Regions from separate parts of the Mus musculus genome. Here regions 1 and 2 are each linked to region 3. A link is a contact called in public Hi-C data. All regions are on one chromosome and are shown on one strand. The core of a region is the stretch at or near the end of the contact, and the rest is flanking DNA. Distances in the headings are between cores, read along the strand shown.

Region 1 (3,321 bases), core at 543-3,042, 910 kb before region 3:
CAGGTCATATGCAAATGTATTATCATTATATAAAGACTTAGCATTTAGCCAAAATTCGTTCAGTGAAGGGGAGATGGAACCTGTAGAGGACATCTCCAGTGGATAGGCATGACACCCAGTCAAGGGACGGGGCCACCCACCCATCTCAAAGTTTTTAACCCAGAAATGTTCCTGTCCAAAGGAAAGACAGGGCCAAAAAAAACCAAAACAAAACAAAAAAACAAAACAAACAAAACAAACCAAACAAACAAACAAAAAAACCCCAACCCAACCCAAACCAAACCAAAAAACCAAAAAAACCCAAAAAACCAAAAAGCCAAAAATGGAACAGACACTGAAGAAAGGGCCATCTGGGGACTACCCCATGAGGGGATCCATCCTGTCTGCAGACACCAAGCTCAAGACACTGTTGCTGGTGCCAAGAGGCACTTGTTTGACAGGAGCCTGGTGTGGCTGTTCCCTGGGAGGTTCAGCCAAGAACTGGCCAATGCAGAAGTGGATGCTTGGAACCAACCATCAGACTGAGCCAACCACTGAGCTGTCCCAGTGAGTTTGCTGGTGGAAGGACTGGAGGGGTGGAGAGGGATTGCAACCCCATAGGAAGAAGAGTGTTGGCTGGCTGGACCACCCAGTAATCCCAGGGACTAGACCACCAGCCAAGGAGTGTACAGGGAGGGATCCATGACTCCAGATACATATGTAACAGAGGATGGCCTTGTCTGACATCAATGGGCGGGGAGGCCCTTGGGCCTGTGGAAGTTTGATGTTCCAGCATAGGGGAATGCTGGAGTGGTCGGGCAAGAGTAGGTGAGGAGCACCCTCATAGAGGCAAAGGAGAGGCAGGAGAGGGTGGATGTGGGAGGGGCATTTGTGGAGGGGTAGCTGGGAAGTGGGATATCATTTGAAATGCAGACAAATAGAATAATTAATAAAAATAAAAAGACTTGAGTATTCACAGAAATGACCCTGGAAAATCCATGGATCCCAATGGATTAACAAGGTAGGTGCTTCACAGGGTCAAGAACTAATTATTGATGCCTTTATAATGTCGTTCTATTGTGAAGGTGAGAAAGCTTCTCCATCTTGTCCCAGCTGAAGCCATCTTTGGCTCCCTCACCCCCTGCTATTAGAAGTCCCGTGGGAAAGCACCCAACCTTGTTTTAGAAACTCGGGGTTGAAATGCCCTAGCTAACGGCATGCTCTTGACTCTTGGTAAACTGCTTGTTAAACTTGCTTCCCTGCTGGCAAACCAGGATATAGTTTTTCTGTGTTCTTTAATTTTGAAAGCTCCCTGCAATGCGCTTTCAGGGCTGCCTTTTGGGAAGCGTTTCTCTTCAGGCCGTCCCCAGCCTGCTCAATACAGACTCCCAATTCAAATTTTGGTCATGCCGGGTGAGTGGTCCTTGGGTCTTTACCAGGTAACACTATTACTAAAATACCATTGAACAGCGACTGTACCAGTAATAGCTGTGTTAGTAGCAGTGCTTGTCACATGATGAGAATTGGGTAAGCCAGGGGCTATGGCTGGTGAGACTAAGTGGTAAACTCTACATTCCGTTGCTAACATCCCTTCATTCTCGGTGGCTGAACAGTTACTTAAGCTTTGATGCGAATCGTGTTGTTATGGGGAGCGTGTCTTCTCAACAAACAGCGACTTGAGGACCCTTCCATTTTGTGAACGTCGTTAACTAAGGAGCTGTTGAAGTCATCGTGGAAGGGGAAGAGAGAGTGTGGCAATAGGTCAGAGGCTGTGACAGCACCCATCGGTCAGCATCCTACTGAACTAACTGCAAGGGAGATCCAGAGATGTGGTCTCGCGTGCTTGGGGAAAAGAGGAAACAGGCTTGGGGAGCGTCTAGAAGCTTCTGCCATTGTGCAAGCAGTAGAGGGAGATTGTACGCTTGGAAGTCTAACTGGAAGTCATAGACTGGAGGGGCGTGCTGGCAAACAGGGTGGAAATCAGGGGAGGTAGTTAGCCGGTACCAGCCAAAGCTAATCTCAGGTCAGCAGTGCAGTGTTTGTGCTCTTAGCTCTCTCATCCTTGGGGGTTGCGCTGCTTACACTGAGAAGGCATCTGAGAATCTGACAATTGGTAAAGGGCTAGAGGCAGACATTTATAAGAAAGGAAATAACTTGAGAGAAAACGTGTGGATAGTGCGGACCACCGCAGTTAAGAACTCTTTTTTCCCCCCGCGTAGCCCTATTTGTCTCCCCCTGGTGGCCATTATAAGCAACCATAGTTCCCTTCCCGGAGCTTAGCTGCTTGAGCAAGATCAAGTTATTCATCTCCTCAGTCACCCGAGCATCCTTGATGTCAGACTCCCAGCAGTTGACAGTTCTAACAGCAGCTCTTGGTGATGGTTTCTGAGGAGCAACAGTGATGTAAAAACCCAGCATAGAAACTCAGGAGACTCATTTGACTGCCTTCTGTCCATCTAGAGCAGTGGTTCTCACCCTTCCTAGTGCTGTGACCGTCAATTCAGCTCCTCATGTTGTGCTGATCCCAACCACAACATTATTTGTGTCGCTACTTTGTAGCTGTAATTTTCTACTGTTATGACTTGTAATGTGCAGGATATCTGGTGTGCGACCCCTGTGAAAGGGATGTTCGGTCCCCACAGGGCTTGCCACCCATAGGTTGAGAACTACTGATCTAAATTTTTCAGAATTCAGAACTTTTCCTTCAGTGACGCTGACAGATGCCCTTCACCTTTCTGTGTGATTTTTTTGGGGGGGGGGGAACAAATCATCTAAGGATGGAGACGTTTGCACTTTCTAGGTGCCTTTGTTGACGCCCCACAACCTTAATCACCTCATCATATGGGTGTGCACTAAAACAGGGAGGCCAAGTTTTCAGATGAGGAAACTGAGGTCCAGAGAGCCTATGTGACTTGTTGAAGGTGCCATTGCTCTTAACGTGTCAGAGCTTGTGCTAGTGCGATGGCCACAAGACGCTTTCTTTCTTCACACGGTGTTGTACCAATCATAACCACAGCTGTGAGGGAGGTGTTTTAAGGTCCTCTCAGCCATTCTGGCCCAGATGGCCTATGGTGTTCACACTAGTGATCTCTGGTGTGGTGGAGAAAGCACACATCGAGCGACTGCATCTTTTAAGTACTTAGATTTTTGATATGTCACTCTTGCCTTGCCAGATCTTCTTCTTTTATTTTTGCACAATGTGTTTAATCATCATGTACCACTGTGGGCATTTTCTAGGCTAAATTTAGATGACTGAAGTCCCCGCCCAGAACCCTCACCATCCTTTAAATAACCTAGATTATTTTGAAAAGTTCCAGCCAGGCTCCTGGCTTTGGGGGAACA
Region 2 (3,454 bases), core at 803-3,302, 890 kb before region 3:
TATGTGTGGGTGGAAATACAGGAAGTGAGAAGCCGCTGTCTTGAGAACTTTCCCAGAAGGCCATCACTGAAAAGTGGATTCAGAGTCAAGCATTTTTATGTCTCAAGTCATGTCCACCTATGCTATATTGGGGATAACATCTGGATCTTCAGTCTCCTCAATGAAGGAGAAAACACTTTCACAGACAGGACATCATGGGTCAGAGAGCAGAAGCGAGGCTTTTATTCACCTTGCCCAACTCTGTCTCACAGTGATGTAATGACCATGTGGTTGCTCTTTTCCTTTGGGGGCTGGACTTCCAACTACTGAAGGCCCTGCTTTTTCTAGGTTTCCTACGTTCCCTATGCTGGGCCTAGCACTTAGTAGGTGTTTCCTGCACTCTCTTTTTTTTTTTCCAGCAAAGTGCATGACCTGTAAGTGTGAACACACTCATGAATATTTCCCAAGGGAATAAGCCTTGCCATCAGGACTAGGAAGTGGAATTATCAGTTTCCCAGATTTGATAATACCTTAGTCAGACCACCAAATTTTCTTCTTGTTTTACTTGTGGAAACTATAGTAATAACCTCCAGACATGAAGGCTAGCTTCTAACTTTGTGTGGATGGAGTCTTTCTGTCTCTCTGTCTCTGTCTGTCTCTATATCTCTGTTCCTGTCTCTGTCTCTCTGTCTCTGTCTCTGTCTCTCTCTCTTACACACACACACACACACACACACACACACACACACACACACACACACACACAGAGTTATGGTAGCTTGCCTAGTCTCACTGTTACAGTGATTTATTCCATAGGCCACAATATATCTGCCTGCTCCATTCATTTGAACTGTTACTGGTTCTTGGTTACTGTATTGGCTGGTTTTGTGTCAACTTGACACAAGTTGGAGTTCTCACAGAGAAAGGAACCTCCCTTGAGAAAATGCCTCCATGAGATCCAGCTGTAAAGCATTTTCTCAATTAGTGATCAAGGTGGAAGGGCCCATTGTGGGTGATGCCATCTCTGGGCTGATAGTCCTGGGTTCTATAAAAGAGCAAGCTGAGCAAGCCAGGGGAAGCAAGTCAGTAAGCAGCACCCCTCCATGACTTCTGCATCCATTCCTGCCTCCAAGTTCCTACCCCGTGTCAGTTCCTGTCCTGACTACCTTTGGTGCTGAACAGCAATGTGGAAGTGTAAGCTGAATAAACCCTTTCCTCCCCAACTTGCTTCTTGGCCATGATGTTTTGTGCAGGAATAGAAACCCTGACCAAGACAGCTACTATCTATATTAATAGCATATATACTTACATATACAGTATATTACAAACCAATTAATTATATTAATACATATGATATATTAATTGTTTATTATATTTTATATCTGTCTAGATCAGCTTGTGACTCTGTTCTAATAAAGGTCTTCAGGTACAAATACCTATCAGTTATTTGATGAAAGAAAGACTTATTACTCGAAGAAGTCACTCATAAAGTGCTCCCAAGAGAAGCCCTGATCCTTTGTGGAACAGGAAGTTCAGGAGCGTCTGAGAGAGGAGTTGAGTGAATAGAAGTCCTTAGTGAGAGAGGAGGAGGAGAGTTGCAGTGAGCATGTCCACATGAAGGCCATGTCCTGGGGAGGAAATAGACAGGAGCAGGGATGGGGTCAGGGGTTAAGTGGGAAGCTAAACTCTGGATGGCATTAGCTTGAGTCTTATGCTGACAGATGGGAGGGAGCTGTAGATGTTTTTGGAATGTAGAATGATTTTTTTTTTTGGTCTCTTTAATTTTTAAAAAGGAAGTTAAATTGTCTGTGGTTGCCTTGGAGATCTGAGGGGAAATGACAGAAGGACTGGGAGCTGGGTTAAAAGGCGGTGGCACAGGTTCCTGTGTATGTTAATGAGGTTGCTGGTGGGACAGAAAAGACCTGCAGGGAGAAGCCTGGGAAAAGAAGAAGCAGAGAAAACAGTTGTTCCAAAAAGCAAGGCCAGGAAGAGGCAGCTAACCATGGCTGTAGGGAGTAGGGTTTGCAACAAAATGGGTGCAAGGCAGATTGGGGAAGTGAATCTGCGGATGTGAGTCACACCAGGGATCGCTCCCTTAAAGGTTTGCTTTCCCCCATGACACTGGGATGAGATGATCTGTCAGTCTGGAGTGTGTGTGAGTTCAGTGGAGGACCCAGAGTCAGGTGTGAAAAGCGTATTCTGAAAATGAAGCACAAAATAGGGCAGAGACCGGCAGAGTAAACCCCCAGCCCTTTGCCATAGTTAACAGAAACTTAGCTTCCTCTCTAATCTCTGCAGTGTCATTCCCAGCATTTGTTATGTGTAAAGTCCTGGTTCCTGCTATCCTGCCTGCTTGCAGTGTGGGTCTCCCTGGGCTCCTGCTGGGTCTGTTTTATTGCTCTTTTCAAATAATCAGCTTTTGGCTTTCCTTTATCCTGTTTTGTGTTTGGCTTCCAATTTAGTAGCATCCTCTCATCTTTATTATATATTTCCCTCTGTGTTCTTTGGATTTATTTTGTCCTTTCCCGAAGTGATTGCAAGTTGAGCTCATTAACTTTCAATCGTTCTTCTTTTTCTAATATAATATTAAAGGCTGTAATTTCTGTCTAAATATCATGTTAGGTGAATTTGTGTCTTTATAATCATTTAGTTCAAAATATTTTCTAATTTCCATTTTGATTTATCCTTTGATCTTTACAAACATGGCAAAGATCACAGAATATGATTTCATTTTCTTTCTTTCTCTCTTTCCTTCTTTCTCTCTCTTTCCTTCCTTCCTTCCTTCTTTCTTTCTTTCTTTCTTTCTTTCTTTCTTTCTTTCTTTCTTTCTTTCTTTCTTCATGAGTTTTATTGTGCTTGAAAGTGCTTGGTCATTCATTCATTATTTGGCTTTCTCTTTAGAAGGAATTTTTCCTTCCCTTCCTTCCTTCCTTCCTTCCTTCCTTCCTTCCTTCCTTCTTTCCTATCTTCTTTCCTTCCTTCCCTCCTTCTTTCCTTCCTTCCTTCTTTCCTTCCTTCTTTCCTTCTTTCCTTCCTTCCTTCCTTCCTTCCTTCCTTCCTTCCTTCCTTCCTTCTTTCCGTCTTACATTTCTTTCTCTTTCTTGTGTGCATTCACAGGCCAATGAATCATCAATGATCATTCACATGATCAGAGGATGTGCCAGAGTCAGTTCTCTTTATCCACTGTGTTGGTCCCAGGAATGTAATTCAGTTTGTCAGGCTTGGCAGCAAGCACTTTCATTCAGCCTTCTTGCTGGCCCCTCTCTTTTTCTGATGTTAGCTCACGCTGATGATCTAGAACAGTTGCCAGTAGACTATGAAAGCCTGTGAGCCCAACCATGGCCCATATTAATTATTCTTATGTTGCTGTCACAAATACTTTATAGAAGCCATTTGAGAGAGGAGAGATGTATTTTGTCTCATGGATCAGGGGATGTCTTCCATTATGGCACAGAAGGGACACAGGTAGGGTCAC
Region 3 (3,661 bases), core at 980-3,479:
TAGCCTTTTGTACACCTAATCCTAGTTGTTTAAGGGTATGATCAGAGACTAACTCCACATTAAGAGAAAAGCAAGAATACAAAGTAGGTCAGAAAGGCTCCCCAAAAAGCAGAGGAAGACAGTCTGTTTGCAGGGACATTCCAGGGGGGGGGTGAGTTTCGAATTATAATGTCTCTAGACAAGAGACATATAGTCTAAAACCCCTGACTCATTCCAATCTCACCAATATGTGTGGCTTTGGCAAGTAATTGCTTCTTGCCTTGCTTCTGGGAAAGGTAACTGCTAACACTTTGAATTATCCTGTAATCTATTATTATGGCAAAATAATTATCATTTTATAGTATCTTGGCATCTCATTCAAAAAATCTTAGATCACCGTATAGATCACCATATAAATACTTAGTGAGAGATGCTCCCGTCATCTGAGGGCTGCTGTGCTCAGGGCAGTGGTCCTCCACCTTTCTCTCTAGTCCTCTGCAGGGAGGGAGCAGCCTGTGGGTTCAGTGGACTCATTGCCACTTGACATGTAGAAAAGCTATCAAGAGAAATAGAGAGAAGTTGGGTGTTTTCTCTCAGATTTACACCCAGAGCTGATCACTTTACAATTGTTTGAGGCCCATGTGAGACGGATAGTTTCTTCATGTAGGTCTTTAAGGCTCTAAGGCCCAAGGACCACATACTCTTTTTTAGTCTTTGAATAGAAGGGCAAGTGAAATGTTTTGTTTTTTGTTTTTGTTTGTTTGTTTGTTTTTAGCTTTTGGCTTTTTATTTGTGTTTATTTTGTTTCCTTGTTGTTTTTGAATTAGGGTCTCATATAACACCAACCACCTTCCAATTTGATAATTAGATAAAAATGATCTTAAACCCCTGATCCTCCTGTCTCAGCCTCCCAGAGGCTGGGAGTACAGGCAGTAAAATCCTAACTAAGACCATACCCTACAGGAAAAGATAGTCTATGCTAGCCACACATTTAAAACTAGTCTTGAACTTATCAAAGGTCTGAGGTTATGAATCTAACTTGGGAAGGTACCATGTAAGCTGATAAAATTCTTTTAGAATCACATGTGTAGAATGCATATAAATGTGAAGTAAATTTACAAATATTATGTAAATATACATATGAATATATAGAGTGTGCAGGTATGAATTTGAGCAAATGATACCATAATATGCATTCTACCAAACATAGCTTATTTCACAGTATGTAGTATTTCTATGTTTTTTTATTTTTGTTTTAAAATATTTTATACTTTTATAAAATTTCATACACCATATATCCATAGCCAGTTTTAACAAATGCAAGTCCATTCCACTTCCCACATGTGCTATCCACATTCTGTCTTTTAGGATGAACAGACCCAGTTTGTGGCAGTTAGAAGACTCCAAGGACCCCAGACAATGTTTATTGGTTTCCTGTGTCAATAGAACCATAATCTACATTCCCTTCTAGGTCAGCTACCATTGACCTTCCTCTCTGTCTTAGTCAGGGTTTCTATTCCTGCATAAACATCATGACCAAGAAGCAAGTTGGGGAGGAAAGGGTTTATTCAGCTTACATTTCCATGTTGCTGTTCATCACCAAAGGAAGTCAGGACTGGAACCCTGTTGTAACACCTGAATTACTGATACTAGAGAGACTTCAGTGTTGTTTACAGACAGTTTCCCCTCACTCCCCCAACCCCTCACTCCCCCACCCCCAATAGAAGCTCCCATCCTCACTTCAGCCTGCAGCAAGCACACTAAGCAGACAGCTGGTTTCTGTGCTGTGTCCTCCTGCAGCAAGCCTAGGCTCCCTCTCTTTCCCCTAGCATTAGAATGGCACTACCCTTAATGAGAACATTCTGAGGAGATAGCATACGACATCCTCCCTCATATGAGTCTCCAAAAACCAACCCTCCTCCTGATAAGCAGCAGAACTCTCCAGGTGCCTGTCCTTGAGACCTTAGAGAAATAACAAACTCAAGGTAGATCAGAGGTCAGGTCACAGACAGTTACAACTGGCCATAAAATTAGTCCCCGAACAGACACTCATTAACCCTACCTCCTGCCTCAGTACTATTCCACCAAATGATTATAGCCCTCTACTACCCTTTTCTGTGAGCATTCACACTATTCCTAACTATACTGTATATAAACCCAATGTTTTCTGGACTCAGGGTTGCTTGCCAGCATTCTCGTGGTGAGTCATTCTCGTGTTGAGTGTGAGGCAGACAATCTGAGTTTGAATTTCAAACAATAAAAGACTCTTTTGCAAGTTGCAGCGGACTTCAAAATTCTTGGTCTCATCTGGGTTTCCTGTGGACTTGGGGCACAACTCAAGCAGGTCAGGAAGCAGGACCTGATGTAGAGACCATGGAGGGATGTTACTTACTGGCTTGCTTCCCCTGGTTTGCTCAGATTGCTTTCTTATAGAACCCAAGATTACCAGCCCAGGAATGGAACCACCCACAATGGGCCCTCCGCCCTTGATCACTAATTGAGAAAACACTTTACAGCTGGATCTCATGGAGGCATTTCCTCAACTGAAGCTCCTTTCTCTGTGGTAACTCCAGCCTGTGTCAAGTTGACACACAATACCAGCCAGTACACTCTCCAAACAGAACTCAGCTAGCAGCCAACAAGGAAGTTTGTTTTGTGCATTGTTACTGATTTCAAGGTGCTTGGAAGACAAAAATAAGGTAGAGTAGGTTTTGGTCTTTGGTGTTTGAATAAGCTAAAGGATTAGCTTGTAGAGTTGGATCTGAAATAGGAAGTGACTCATAGCCTGATGAAAACAGTGTGCTTGTGTCACATGAGGGTTTCACAATAATGATTTGCTCTTAAAGTCCTGATACACATTTACACTTTTATTTCATCTGAGCAGCACTATGTTGTCTGACCCTTTGGCTACAGAAAGAAAATTTAGATTTGGGACACTTAACAGATCTGTTGCAAATCTAGGAGGGGGCAGTCACATGTGTTGTCTGCCAAGTTCACAAAGTTCTTCTTCATTCTAAATAGCAAAGGCACACACAGATTCATCTTCGTTTTGTAATATCTATGTGATGTATCCACAGATACTTTACGGATATGTTCTATATTTGTCAATGCATTCGAGAGAGCTAAACTTGAAACGTAAATGTGATCGTGTTAGTAGCCACCTTGACTGGCTCTGACAGATCTTGAGAGATGGGGCCCTGGGGTAGCCTCAGAGAGCTGGTTTAACAGTTGGGTTAAAGTCGGGTGTGGTGGTTTACGCCTTTAATCCCAGCACTTGGGAGGCAGAGGCAGGAGGATCTCTGAGTTCGAGACCAGCCTGGTCTACAGAGTGAGTTCCAGGACAGCCAGGGCTATACAGAGAAGCCCTGTCTCAAAAAAAACAAAAACAAAAACAAAAACAAAAACAAACAAAACAAAACAAAACCCAAAACCAAAACAACAACAAAAACAAACAAACAAAACAAAACAAAACAAAACAAAAAAACCAGTTGGGTTCAAAAATTGTGATAGGACTGTTTCTTTGAGTCCTGGATTGAAGTAGAGAAAGCAAGCCAAGCATCAGAAGTCATTCATTCTCTGCTCTATGCTTCCTGGCTGTGAGCACAATGTGAACAGGGGTCTCATGCTCCTGCCACTGTGACTTCTACAACGTAGCACAACCTCAAACTGTGAGACAAAATAC

Evidence for each region. Hi-C and Micro-C count contacts between places; a contact is called where the count stands out from the background.
Region 1: a contact with region 3 is called in a Hi-C map of bone marrow-derived macrophages, with 11 read pairs. The contact joins two enhancer-like sites.
Region 2: a Hi-C map of bone marrow-derived macrophages shows a contact between it and region 3, with 10 read pairs. The contact joins two enhancer-like sites.

The regions. Positions count from the first base shown.
Region 1 is chr15:59,863,074-59,866,394 of GRCm38.p6, forward strand. No RefSeq gene overlaps it. Among named protein-coding and RNA genes, the nearest start is that of Gm36819, 41 kb to the left of the region's middle. Within about 2 kb of position 1,793, at least 47 of the 459 cell types and tissues checked have an H3K27ac peak or open chromatin away from gene starts, as enhancers often do. A contact at or near this core is called in bone marrow-derived macrophages, where this site is marked.
Region 2 is chr15:59,885,984-59,889,437 of GRCm38.p6, forward strand. No RefSeq gene overlaps it. Among named protein-coding and RNA genes, the nearest start is that of Gm36819, 64 kb to the left of the region's middle. Within about 2 kb of position 2,053, at least 38 of the 459 cell types and tissues checked have an H3K27ac peak or open chromatin away from gene starts, as enhancers often do. A contact at or near this core is called in bone marrow-derived macrophages, where this site is marked.
Region 3 is chr15:60,777,117-60,780,777 of GRCm38.p6, forward strand. No RefSeq gene overlaps it. Among named protein-coding and RNA genes, the nearest start is that of 9930014A18Rik, 44 kb to the right of the region's middle. Within about 2 kb of position 2,230, at least 70 of the 459 cell types and tissues checked have an H3K27ac peak or open chromatin away from gene starts, as enhancers often do. A contact at or near this core is called in bone marrow-derived macrophages, where this site is marked.